4 separate regions of the Mus musculus genome follow, and regions 1, 2 and 3 are each linked to region 4. Evidence: chromatin contacts called from public ChIA-PET and Hi-C data. All regions are on one chromosome and are shown on one strand. Each heading gives the region's core, a stretch centred on a gene start, on an enhancer-like site or on the middle of the called end of the contact. The rest is flanking DNA. Distances are from core to core; before and after follow the strand shown.

Region 1 (2,847 bases), core at 324-2,823, 280 kb after region 4:
ACATGGAAGCCTTTTTGTTTTGGGGGTTTGTTTTGTATTGTTTTTAATTTGGAGGGGGTGGAAGAGCTATGAGGAGAGGAGCTGCTTTCTCAGCAGGCATATAATAGCCATACAGGTGCACTGCCTCCTGGTGACACAGGGTGAACATTTGACCCACAGAGCCCGGTGAAGCCATCCCTGGGAGAGCCTGGAGCAAGTGCAATGCTGACTGTGTGCAGCCCTGTTTGACTTGGCTGTGGGCCCTGCAAACCTGGCAACGAGTATAGCCCAGAGGAAAACAGCCTTGACATTGACTCTGGTCAGTGCCATGCTCCGGGCCACCTGTGGGTTTCACAACCTTCTTTCTATTGCCCACAGCATCCTGGCCGGTTAATTTGTGTTCCCAGAAAAGAAAGATCCCATTGCTCTCTTGCTCTGGTGCTCAGTATCTGGTCCAGGTCGATGCCTAAAGGCACTCACCTGTGTACACCTCCTAGTACAGGCGCTGGGCCAGCTGTACCCTCAGAAGTCTTTGTTCATTCCGGTTTCTCTCCTGTTTCCAAGCACCAATAAATATGCAAGTTCTATTGCGATGGGGAAGAAACTAACTAACGTTCAGTAAGCACCTGCCTGGAGCCAGGTGCTGTCACACACAGCACCTTGTTTAATCCTCACAGCAGCGCTATAGGCAAAAAGTTAATACCTATATTCACTTGATAAAGAGGGTGAGCTTCCGAAGGCTTAAGCAATCTGGAGGCAGAGTGCATCGGTATGGACCAGATTTGCCTCCAGTCTTCCGAATCTCAGTTTATAGTCTGCATTCACTGAGATGCCTCCTACGATGTTCTGGAAAGAATAGTGCAGGTGGGGTTTGGGGAGCTCTGATATTGTGATTTTCAGATGAATCATTGCTTCACTTAATGGTTATAAAATGAAGGAGTAGACAGGTTGTCTCTCAGAGTGCTTTTGACTTGAATGTATTACATATTACACGCACACATCAACAGTAAATATAACATGCATGGAATTACTGCAGAGATGGGCAGAGCTGTGCTCTTGATGGAGTTCTATCGTGGACTCTGTGGAGGAGGTAACTCTAAAGGTATCCAGGAACCTTCCTATACCAAGAGAAATGGCATAAGCTTCCAGTAATGAGGGCCATTTAATTTATATATTTACAATAGCCCATTGCTCACAGCTCAGCAGTTCCTCCTCTGGTCTTCCTTTGCCCTGGCTAATGGCTCTAGTCTGATGTGTCACAAATACAAGAATCCACACTGAGGCCCCCAAGGGCAGAGCAAGCTTTACAGCCAAGATACATGGCTACACCAAGGGTAGCCATGGGAATGATTGGAGAGGGGACTCTGTGCCGGGAACCACGGTATGTGAACACTTTCACCATCCTCACGGCATACACAGAGAAAGCAGAGGCAGCAGCAGCGCTATAGGCAAAAAGCGAATACCTATAATCACTTGATAAGGAGGGTGAGCTTCCGAAGGCTTAAGCAGAGCTCACCGATACAGACCAGACTTTACAGCTGGGGAAACTGAAGCCCAGGAAGTTCACACACTCAGCTCCTGGTGAGGGGAAGCTTGGAGCTTAAGCCCATTGGTTGCTCTAGCCAGAAGAAGTATGCCTGTGGTCTTTCTCTTGTGTCCTCATGCCCTGATCTCAAAAACAGAAGCTGCAGTGGAAAAAAAAATAACAGAAAGAAACCAAAGGTTACTAAATAGGCATGATGTGCTGGCCACGTGATGTGAGTCATTTGAAGTCATTCTTGTAGCAACACCTTGTTTTTTGTGGTATCTCGAATAAACCATGGCTGAGAAACTAGAACAGGTCTGTTGTGTAGGGAGTAGAGGTTTTGACTCCCTGTGGTCTTTCTGACTACATGTTCTACGTGTTACCTGTCACTGGCTGTTGGAGCAAGTCGGTTTTCCCAGGCTGTTCCTCTCCCCAACCCCCATCTGTAACTGCTTCCCTCTTTGTTTCTGGCGTGAGAATGAATCAGTTGCCAGTACAATCTTCAGGTCCTACTTATGTTGGGGAAAACCTCAACTGAATAATGGAAATGAAGAATGCTAAAACATAACTCTACCAAGTAGAACATTTAGATGTGTGCATTTACTTAATGTCTTCAGATCTATGTTCCCATGGACCAGGGAGGAGTCAAGAATAGCATAGCAATGATTTCAGCCCTCTGGATCCTAGTGCAGCTCGCTGTAGGGAGCCAAATGCCCAGTGTCTTTCCCTGCTGCCCTGTGAATGGATGCTGCAATTACAGGTGACAGAGCCTCTTGGGCCTTGTGAGCTTCTGTGTGGATTCTTGTACTCGTGACATGTCAGCGTATACCAAAGCAGAGGAAGAGCACTCCAGGACCTGCTAAACTACCACTATAATAGGCTATTTAAAAATACGTTGAAGTGCCAGAAAGATGGGTACCATAGGCCTCTAAGAACACATTCAAACAGCCGTCTTGAAATATATTTAATTTATGAAATCTTGCTATTAAAATCCAATTGACTCAACCAGATAGCTATAGTTTTAAGGTAACCACCTTCAGGGGAAGAGTAAGGAGTAGGAGAGAGGAAGCCAGAGGGAGAGGAAGCAGAGACAGGCTGTTGCAAATTAAGGAGGCATTTCTCGGCAGGCATTGCGACCCTCTCCCCAGGTGCAGCAGAAGCACTCCGTGGCTGGTGTTTAAACCTCTTTTTACACATGCTTCTTCCCCCCACCCTCATTCCACGTGATCACGTGTGTCTCCAACCTCTACTTACTTACCAAAATGCATGACAATCTGTTCATAGGAATGCAAGCTAATCCCATTTTAAAGTTAGGCAATTGTCAAATTGTTTCAAGCTGTGAG
Region 2 (2,989 bases), core at 74-2,573, 370 kb after region 4:
CAAGTCCATTCAGCATTCAGTTGTAGACAAAGTCATCAAATTTACTTGGAGCTGAGCAAGGGGTTTAAAAGGCTGAGAAACAAAGGGTGAAAAACATTGGAATCAGACATCAAGTTTCAGAATATAATACAGATGGCTTCATGGTTGAAGAACAGGAGTCTCTAGAAGTAACCAGAAGCCCACCTGGTGCCTTTTACAGGCATTGAGCCAGAATCATCCTACATGTTCATCAGAGCCACACAAAATTTAGTACGAAACAGAAAAAAAAAAAAAGCCCAATCATATGTTTCCATTGACTACTTAATATATCTATTGCTCAGCCGCTGCAAACTACATGGGGCTTTAAACATGCAGAGTGTAGAAATGACTTAAGAAGATGTGAAAGTATCTGAAGGTTTCTTGTGAGATCTGGATGAGGCTATTTGCATACGACAGCCAGAGCAAAACCACAGGAAGCTATCTCCACCTCGTTCACTCTTCCTTCCTTTTGCTCCAGCCCATCCATCCTTCTTCTCTCACCACCAGGGCCCCCTCCCAGTAAACTCCAAGCCACGTGACTGTTTTCAACATCTGCTTCCTTTCTTCTCTTTCATAGAAAGCACGCATGAATAATCAGACCGCTGCTGTTAATTGTAAAAATCATTAGTAAACTTCCAGGTGCTGTTTACTATATATGCATTGTAATTTTCTATCCTAAAACCAGCAACTCCCCCGCATCATTGTCTGCCCTGGGCGTGAGCACTCTGCAGCTTGGAGGCTGTCAAAGGCGGTTGCAGCCCCACTTGCAGGGACTGAAAGGGGTCGATCCACACCTGCAGTGTTTGAGGCAATAATTCCTAATATTAACCAGACCTCATGAGGAGCGGGCCCTTTTGCCAGCCTCCTCATGATCCGACACTTACAATCCACGTGAACTCTTTGAAATAAGCTAAGATTGGCCGGCCCCCTCCCTGAGTTCATTCTTCTCTCTCCCACCATGCCGCCCTATTGTCCAAGGGCTCTGGAATGAGACTCGCGGAAGATTAGAAAGGAAACCCAGACGGCATGCCAGTCTACTGCCTATGACAGAGGGGCCTGCGTCTTTTACACCACAGAGGCGGAGCAAGCCGGTGGACCCGAGAAAGCCACAAGGAAAGGAAAGGATGGTTTCTGGAGCTGCACCTGAGAAAGATCAGAGCTCAGAGGAAGTAACTCGCCCGAAGCCACACAAACACAGCCTAATGCTTTGGTTACACAAAACACACCGCAGCTTCCATCTGTTTCCTTGAAGGCACCTGTGGTTTTCCTTCCAGCATTTCAAGAGACAAGGAAACAAAGCTTGCATTTACATTTCCCAGGTACAACCAGGCACCCCGCGCACCTGCTGCTCCCTGTGGGCTTCCACACAGTCCTAGTTAGCTTCAACTGTCAAACTGACACAGCCTGGAGTCATCTGAAAGGAGAGCAGAACCAGGCTGACCAGCGGTTGTATCTGTTGGGCATTGCCTTTAGTGTTAAATGGTGGAGGAGGGCCCAGCATACTGTGGGGGACAGCTGGTCCTGAACTATACAAGAAAGCTAAGTATGGCTGGGCGGTGGTGGGGCACGCCTTTAATCCCAGCACTTGGGAGGCAGAGGCAGGTGGATTTCTGAGTTCGAGGCCAGCCTGGTCTACAGAGTGAGTTCAGCCAAAGTACACAGAGAAACCCTGTCTCAAAAAAAAAAAAAAAAGAAAAGAAAAGAAAAGAAAAGAAAAGAAAAGAAAAGAAAAGAAAAGAAAAGAAAAGAAGAAAGAAAGAAAGAAAGAAAGAAAGAAAGAAAGAAAGAAAGAAAGAAAGAGCGATCCAGCAAGCCACAGCCCTCCATAGCTTCTGCTTCAAGTTTCTGAATGAGCCCTTACCATGACTTCCTTCAGTGGGACTGTGATATTGAAATGTACACAAAATGAACAATTGCTTCTCTAAACCACTTTTGGTTATGGTGTTGCAACAACACAATAGAAATCAAGCAGGTGCTTACTCCGTTCCTGTAGGAGAAGCACTGACAACTTTCTGGGTCCTGTGAAGGAATGCACCTGGGTCCCCAAAGGCTACTCTTTGACCTAGAATGTGCTGCATTTTGTGAGTTTACACCATGGTCAGTTCCTACTGCTAGCTTGTCACTCGCTCATACACCTATGTCAAGGCTTCTTGACATGCCTTGAGAAAGACAGCTTTGAATACATGAGTGAATGAATTAAAACCTACCAAAATGATTTCTATTACCTATACCTCTCATAAATGTTAGCCCTAAGAAGTTCAACACCAAAGTTCAATGGCAACAGTGTGTTAGTCACTTTTCTGCTGCTGTGGTGAAACACTGTGATCAAGGCAACTTATAGAAGAAAGAGTTTATTTAGGCTCATGGTTCCAGGGGGTTTGAGTTCATAATGTTGGGGACAGAATGAAGGAGGTGGAAGGCACGGTGGCTTGAGTGACAAGCTGAGGGCACATGTCTTGTAACATAAGCAGTAAGCATAGATAATGACTGGAAATGACATGAGGCTTTAATCTCAAAGCCCACCTCCTGTGACATACTCCCTCTATTAAAGCACATGTCCTAAACCTTCCCAGACAGCTGCACCTTCTGGGAACCAAATGTTCAAACGAACAAGATGATGGGGGACATTCCTCACTGGAACACACATGGTAGGTGCAGGTGGATCTCGGGGTGGGTAGGGTGGGGGCGGAGAATGGGAGCAGCGTAAGGAGGTGGTGATCTTTCAGCAATTTCCATAAAGCTCGCACCTACCGCCCACTTCAGTGCACCATAGTGACAAAGTGACAGTGGCCTCTGCTGTAGTCTGAATGAGACACAGCCTCACAGGTCTCATGTGTTTCAACATTTGGCAGCTTGAGACACTGTTTGGGAAAGGGTATGGGACCAATAGGACGAACTTGCTGAAGAAGTATGTCACTGGGGACCGGTTCTGAACTTTGAAAGCCTGCCTCCACTTGTTGACAGATGCAAT
Region 3 (2,959 bases), core at 321-2,820, 310 kb after region 4:
GCTGAGTAGTACTCCATTGTATAAATGTACCATATTTTCTGTTTCCATTCCTCTGTGGAGGGACATGTGGGTTCTTTCCAACTTCTGGCTATTATAAACAAAGCTGCTATGAACATAGCAGAACATTTGTCCTTATTTTATGCTGACAGGAGCCTGATTTTGCTGTCTCTTGAAAGGCTCTGCCAGTGTCTGACAAAAACAGAAGTGGATGCTCACAGCCAACCAATGGACTGAGCACAGGGTCCCCAGTGGAGGAGCTAGAGAAAGGAACCAAGTAGCTGAAGGGTTTTGTAGCTCTATAGTAGGAACAACAAATATGAACCAACCAATATCCCCAGAGCTCCCAGGGAATAAACTACCAACCAAAGGGTACACATGGAGGGACCCATGGCTCCAGTCACATATGTAGCAGAGGATGGCCTTGTTGAACATCAGTGAGGAGAGAGGCCCTGAGTCCTGTGAAGGCTCGACGCTCTAGTGTAAGGGAATGCCAGGACAGTGAAGTGGGAGTGGGTGGGTTGGTGAGCAGGGGGAGGGGAGGTGGGATACAGGGGTTTCTTTGGAGGGGAAAGAGGAAAGGGGGTAACATTTGAAATGTAAATAAAGGAAATATCTAATTAAAAAAAGAAGTCTATGCATAAGCACAAATAAAAAAAATTTAAAGAAAGAAAGAAAGAAAATCTTGTAACAAAAATTAGTTCCTGTCCAAAGGAAGAACAGGGACAAAAAAAGAAAAATAAAATAAAATAAAAAAGGAATGTCCAACAGGTAGAGGAATAAAAAGATCAAAGGATCTCAGCTGGCTCCTACAAGTCCAGAATGACTGATGTAGCACCATCTTAACACCCTGGGCTTAAGGGTCAGGTGATAAGAGGTAAAATATGGAAGATTATAAATCTTTTACCTGAGTATTGCTATCTTTAGGAAAGGAACACTGCTATCTATGTCTTACTATTGTTGACCTAGAGGCTACCACTTAGTGGAAGAGCACTTGTCTAGCATGTATAAGACCTTCAGTTTAATCCTTAGCATTAAAAGTAATGATTGTGGAGTTTCTAAAGGGCATGTGTGCAGACTCTCTTGGAAATCAGGCTGCAGAGATCATACCAGTGAGCATCATAGCACCTAGTTAATATTATCGATTCAGTACCTGTCAATACCATAGACATACTGGTACACACAGAAACACACACACTCACACAGACATGTGAACACATACAAACACAGACAACAGAACACTGACACTCATGCATACCACACACATATGCATACCAAAAATAAGATTGGATGATAGAGTGTGCTGAAAGTCTCATAAAAAAATGGCTGTTGTCACAACATGTTCAGTTTTGAATAGCACATTATCATGTCTCCCTTTAGAAAGTAATAAATTTTGAATGGGATATTATTTTTGGCAGTGTTTTCAATTGAGTTCTTGAGCTGTTTTAGACTATCATAACCTTGCATATAGCAAGAAGCACACAGAGATCGTCATAGGATAAGAACTCTGTGAAATAAAACAAGCAGCAGCCTGGCATCGTCGCACGCTGGTCCTCCTGAATGGATGCACGTAGAGAAGCACTGCTATGGTAACCAGTGGGGAAGCATAGCCTCTTGGTTACCAGGAGCTGGGGCCTCTAGCTTTGCAGAAGAATGCCAAAATACCACTCATCCATCTGCATCCCTGGCAGCACAAAGATAGAAAATCCTTGTCCCCAGCTAGCACAGGCTCATGGGAAGCAGCCAAATGGGATGACAACCCAGCCTGGGCTACTCTTAGACACCAGGATCTAGAAGGAGTCCCTCCCTGCCTAGGGCCAGGCAACACAGTCAGCAATATGGTTATACTGAGAGGTGTCATGGCCAGAATGGCCTTGTACACAGAGACATGATGCTCAGAGAGCTTTCTATGATTTTCCTGTCTCCCGTATGACTCTCTATCATCAAGCAAAATGCTAAAAGCATACTTAAGGGCATGACACATTTTTATGAGGAAACCTCCATCACATTAACTCATCTAATCTCTATCAGCATGAATCTGGGACCCAACGGAGCAATGTTAAAGCACACTTTGACATATATACAGGTAGGTCACTCACCTAACTGTGACTGCATCGATTCCTCTGAATGAGAAAGTGCCAGTTGGATTCACTGGTGGTTTCTTCTGTCCTGCAGCTTAATGGACTTCTCCCTTCAACTCCTTAACCACTCATCCCTTTTCCCATGCCCTTACCTCTCACAGGCACTGAGAGAGACAGCGGCCACAGAGCATCTGGACTAGTATGCTTTCGGTTGCTGTGATTAACACTAAGACCAAAAGCAACTTGGAGGAAGAAAAGGTTCATTTCTCTTCATACCACCATGCCACATTCTATCACCAAGGGAAGCCAGAGCAGAAACTCAAGGCAGGAACTGAAGCAGAGACCATAGAATCATGTTGCTTACTGGCTTGATCCGTGGCCCAGCACAGCATGGTTTCTTACACAGTCCAGGACTATTGCCCGAGCTTTTGTCCCCGTCGGCAAGAACACGCTCAGGACAACCGGAATCTTCTGCGGCAAAGCTTTTATTGCTTACTTATCAGGAGGGAAGACCCCGAACCGGGAAAATGGCGCTGCTTATATAGCCTGCAGCGTGACGTTTCAGCACCTGATGTGGCATGACAGTTCCTGATTCGTTGCTCGCCCATCACCCCATTACTACGCTGGGAGATGGGCAGTGACTAGGCATGAGTTCACTCTTGCACTTTCGCATAAGGCTTATTTACTAGTTAGGCACAGCGGAGGCCAGCGCCATCTTATAATGGCGATTGCTCACAGCATGCACGCGATTGCTCGCTGCACGGCTCTCCACACAGGACCCTCTGTCTAGGGTATCACTGCCCACACTGGGCTATACACTCTTACGTTGATTACCAATCAAAAAGAAGCTCCACAAACATGGCCACAGGTCAACCCAATTG
Region 4 (2,906 bases), core at 281-2,780:
TAATAGCACTCAAAGAGCTGTATGTTCCTCACCCCATCTTTGTTCAGAGTCCCCCATACCTAGGGCTGAGCATCCATCCCTGCTGCTGTAGGATGCTAACTCCTTTCTGCCTTCAAGCTCCGTTCTCCAATACGAACTTATCCATTCTGTTTGGATTTCATTGATAAAATGAGGAACATTCCCAAGAGAAATGCAGGTGTGGCTCCTCTCCAGTGTTCAGACGTTGTAAAGACCTCAAGAACATTTCAAGAGAGGGGAGGCCTGCTTTGCAGGCCCGCTATGATGGACATGTGGTCTTTGGCTCCTCTGGGATAGGTAACAGCTCTCTGCATCTCTCTTCTCTTGAACTCCAACATTTCAGGATGAGATTTAAGTAAAGCCTGGAAGTGGCAGGTAGCAACTCCAGAGAAGGGTGGAGACAGGCTAACCAGAACCCTCTGGAGACTGCTGAGGGTAGACAGGACCTCCGTGAGTTCCACTTAGGTCATGTTGTGGACCGTGATGACTTTGTGAACAGGGACTAGTATATAGTTATGCATTTTTTTATAAGAAGAAGCCTGATAACACACGCGCGCGCGCACACACACACACACACACAGAGAGAGAGAGAGAGAGAGAGAGAGAGACAGAGAGAGACAGAGAGACAGAGACAGAGACAGAGAGGGAGAAACAAAACCCTCAAATGCAAAGAGGCCTGCTTTAGTGTGTGTGTGTGTGTGTGTGTGTGTGTGTGTGTAGGAACAGAAGCAAGACTAAGCCACCAAGCAGGCTGCAAAGTGCAGACAAGCCAATCAAAAGTGTGACAATAAGAGAACCTGCCTTTGATGGGGACACATCTCGGGTTCCTCTACTGCCCAAGAGAGATATCCTGCTTGGCCCAAAGCCTGCTCAGGTACTCTTAGGATTCAGAAACTTGGAGTAGAGTGTGTAAGCATAGCTGCATGGGTCTTCATCAGCCTGCTGTGCTGGACCTGGGAATTCTAGCAGGTTTGACAGCTTTACCCTTTCCTAGTGGATTACATAAAGAAGTTTTTGCCACAGTCAATACGGAGTTTTAAAATGTTAAGGACTGTAAATGGAAGCAAAACCAATCGATGCTCTGTGCTGGTCCTGTGATAAGCAAGGGATCTGGACCCCAAGCTTGTTTTGAAGACTGCCCAGAGAGCAAGGGAAGCCAAGGAGAGAAGGAAGTGGTACCCAGAGACAGGAAGGGAGGCTGCACTATAGGTTCACGCCCCGAGTGATGCTTTGGGTCCCAGCTTTACAGTGCAATGTAAAGGGTATGAAGCCAGAGCAGGTGTTCTACAGAGGAACCACCCTGTCGGTAGGAGGGGAGCAGCCAAGAGGGATCCAGGAAATGCCATCTGTCCTTCAGAAGCCCTGTCACCACTGGGGCTGGGGCGATCTGAGTAGCTTCCAGCCCCGGCTGGCTCTTGCCATCCTGAGCCTCTGGCGGCTCTGCCCTCTCCGGAACTGTCTTACTCTTCTGACTCTGAAGGCCTTATTGATTGCTCAAAGTGAACTCTCAGCCCACGGCTTCCTCCACCCCTGGGCAGCTTGCATTTCCTCTGACGTGGTCTGTGTCTTCTCCCTTCCCCCAGCACCCTGAGCTTTTTACATTTCAAATATTTGACAGCTGGGTGAACTTCTGCTTCCGCCCAAAGAAGGACTCTTTGCAGTTCACAATGGCCGGCCAGTGGCGCAGGGGCAACTGTCGCTCCAGCTGTGAGAGAGGCTTTTGCAAATGCTCCGGAGAAGCTGCTGTCCAGCTGCGCGCCTCGCCCTCTGGCAGCGGGCTGCATTTTAATCAACCGGCTCTCACTCTCTGGGAGAAGGACTCATTTGTGGGGCTGGAGCAGATGGCCCCCGCCCCCAGCGCCCCAAGATCCTCAGGCCTTCCGCTCCGGCAGGTGAGGCCTGGTGATGTCAACGCAGGTGTGGATTGGAGGTCCCAGCTCCAATCCAGACCCCCAGAGCCTATGTTAGCGCTGCCTGTATTAGGCATACAGATCCCTAGAGTGCACTGTAAGGAACACACAGCCCTGGGTCCACAATACTGGAAGCTGGAATCCTGTAGATAATGAGAAGAAGATGCCAGATTTGATGAGAGGTGTACTGGGCAGGTGCCGACATTCTGCCCACCATCAGACGATTTGAACTAACTCAGCTTCTTGAACACCTCAGTGTATCCCCAGAGAGATCTGTGAACCTCCATCCCTATGTGTGGAAAACTCTGTGAATATCATGAGTGTCCCTGCCTGTATATATCTTATCCATCTTGTCAGAGCTGGTCTGGGCTGTCCAGCCTTGCAGCCCAGTTGTCTTCTCTGAATAGCTATGACATTTCTCTATGGTGCTTTGCCTGCCTTAAAGAAGTGTTCAGTAAATGCCAGGTGCCTTAATTTCATTAACTCCCCTCAATACCAGATGGGTCTAATCCCTGTTTTCATCCAAGGAGGCAGACACGAGGATTTCCCACTGTGGATGGTGCTGATAAAGCCAGGTTTGATGCCAGGTAGTCTGCCCCTCGCCCCTTCACACCCTCTGTTGTGCAAACTTGTTTGAGATGTGCCCCAGCCCTGCTTGTCTGATGAGAATTGTTGTGGGGACTAGACCTTGGCATTCTTCATCTCAGAGGCACCTAAATAGTATACCTGTGCAGCCGTGCAATATAAAAGGGAGCTACTGCCAGTTCTGCCAGCACCATTTGTTGAAAATGCTGTCTATTTTCCACTGGATGGTTTTAGCTCCCTTGTCAAAGATCAAGTGACCATAGGTGTGTGGGTTCATTTCTGGGTCTTCAATTCTATTCCATTGGTCTAAGATCAAAAATTCAGGTGACAGTAGATGCTGGCGAGGATGTGGAGAAAGAGGAACACTCCTCCTTTGTTGGTGGGATTGCAAGC

Evidence for each region. A called contact is a pair of places that touch in the nucleus more often than the background predicts. ChIA-PET counts read pairs in DNA pulled down with a chosen protein or histone mark.
Region 1: a Hi-C map of CD8 T cells shows a contact between it and region 4, with 1.8 times the contacts expected there. The contact joins two enhancer-like sites. A contact is called at or near these places in 3 of 484 Hi-C or Micro-C datasets (CD8 T cells, Th1 cells and cerebellum) and 5 of 115 datasets of contacts at active chromatin or transcription factors (CD8 T cells, T-cell acute lymphoblastic leukemia, embryonic stem cells and 1 more).
Region 2: an RNA polymerase II ChIA-PET map of memory CD8 T cells shows a contact between it and region 4, with 12 read pairs. The contact joins two enhancer-like sites. A contact is called at or near these places in 1 of 15 datasets of contacts at CTCF or cohesin (pro-B cells), 4 of 484 Hi-C or Micro-C datasets (Th2 cells, liver, palatal mesenchyme and 1 more), 6 of 115 datasets of contacts at active chromatin or transcription factors (CD8 T cells, T-cell acute lymphoblastic leukemia, bone marrow-derived macrophages and 3 more) and 1 of 9 other capture datasets (embryonic stem cells).
Region 3: a Hi-C map of cerebral cortex shows a contact between it and region 4, with 2.3 times the contacts expected there. The contact joins two enhancer-like sites. A contact is called at or near these places in 2 of 484 Hi-C or Micro-C datasets (Th1 cells and cerebral cortex).

What each region holds. Positions count from the first base shown.
Region 1 is chr12:25,783,452-25,786,298 of GRCm38.p6, reverse strand. No RefSeq gene overlaps it. Among named protein-coding and RNA genes, the nearest start is that of Gm29835, 190 kb to the left of the region's middle. Within about 2 kb of position 1,573, at least 29 of the 459 cell types and tissues checked have an H3K27ac peak or open chromatin away from gene starts, as enhancers often do. A contact at or near this core is called in CD8 T cells, T-cell acute lymphoblastic leukemia, Th1 cells and 1 more, where this site is marked.
Region 2 is chr12:25,700,750-25,703,738 of GRCm38.p6, reverse strand. No RefSeq gene overlaps it. Among named protein-coding and RNA genes, the nearest start is that of Gm36886, 230 kb to the right of the region's middle. Within about 2 kb of position 1,323, at least 32 of the 459 cell types and tissues checked have an H3K27ac peak or open chromatin away from gene starts, as enhancers often do. A contact at or near this core is called in CD8 T cells, Th2 cells and memory CD8 T cells, where this site is marked.
Region 3 is chr12:25,755,907-25,758,865 of GRCm38.p6, reverse strand. No RefSeq gene overlaps it. Among named protein-coding and RNA genes, the nearest start is that of Gm29835, 220 kb to the left of the region's middle. Within about 2 kb of position 1,570, at least 9 of the 459 cell types and tissues checked have an H3K27ac peak or open chromatin away from gene starts, as enhancers often do. A contact at or near this core is called in cerebral cortex, where this site is marked.
Region 4 is chr12:26,067,160-26,070,065 of GRCm38.p6, reverse strand. No RefSeq gene overlaps it. Among named protein-coding and RNA genes, the nearest start is that of Gm29835, 90 kb to the right of the region's middle. Within about 2 kb of position 1,530, at least 104 of the 459 cell types and tissues checked have an H3K27ac peak or open chromatin away from gene starts, as enhancers often do. A contact at or near this core is called in CD8 T cells, T-cell acute lymphoblastic leukemia, Th1 cells and 3 more, where this site is marked.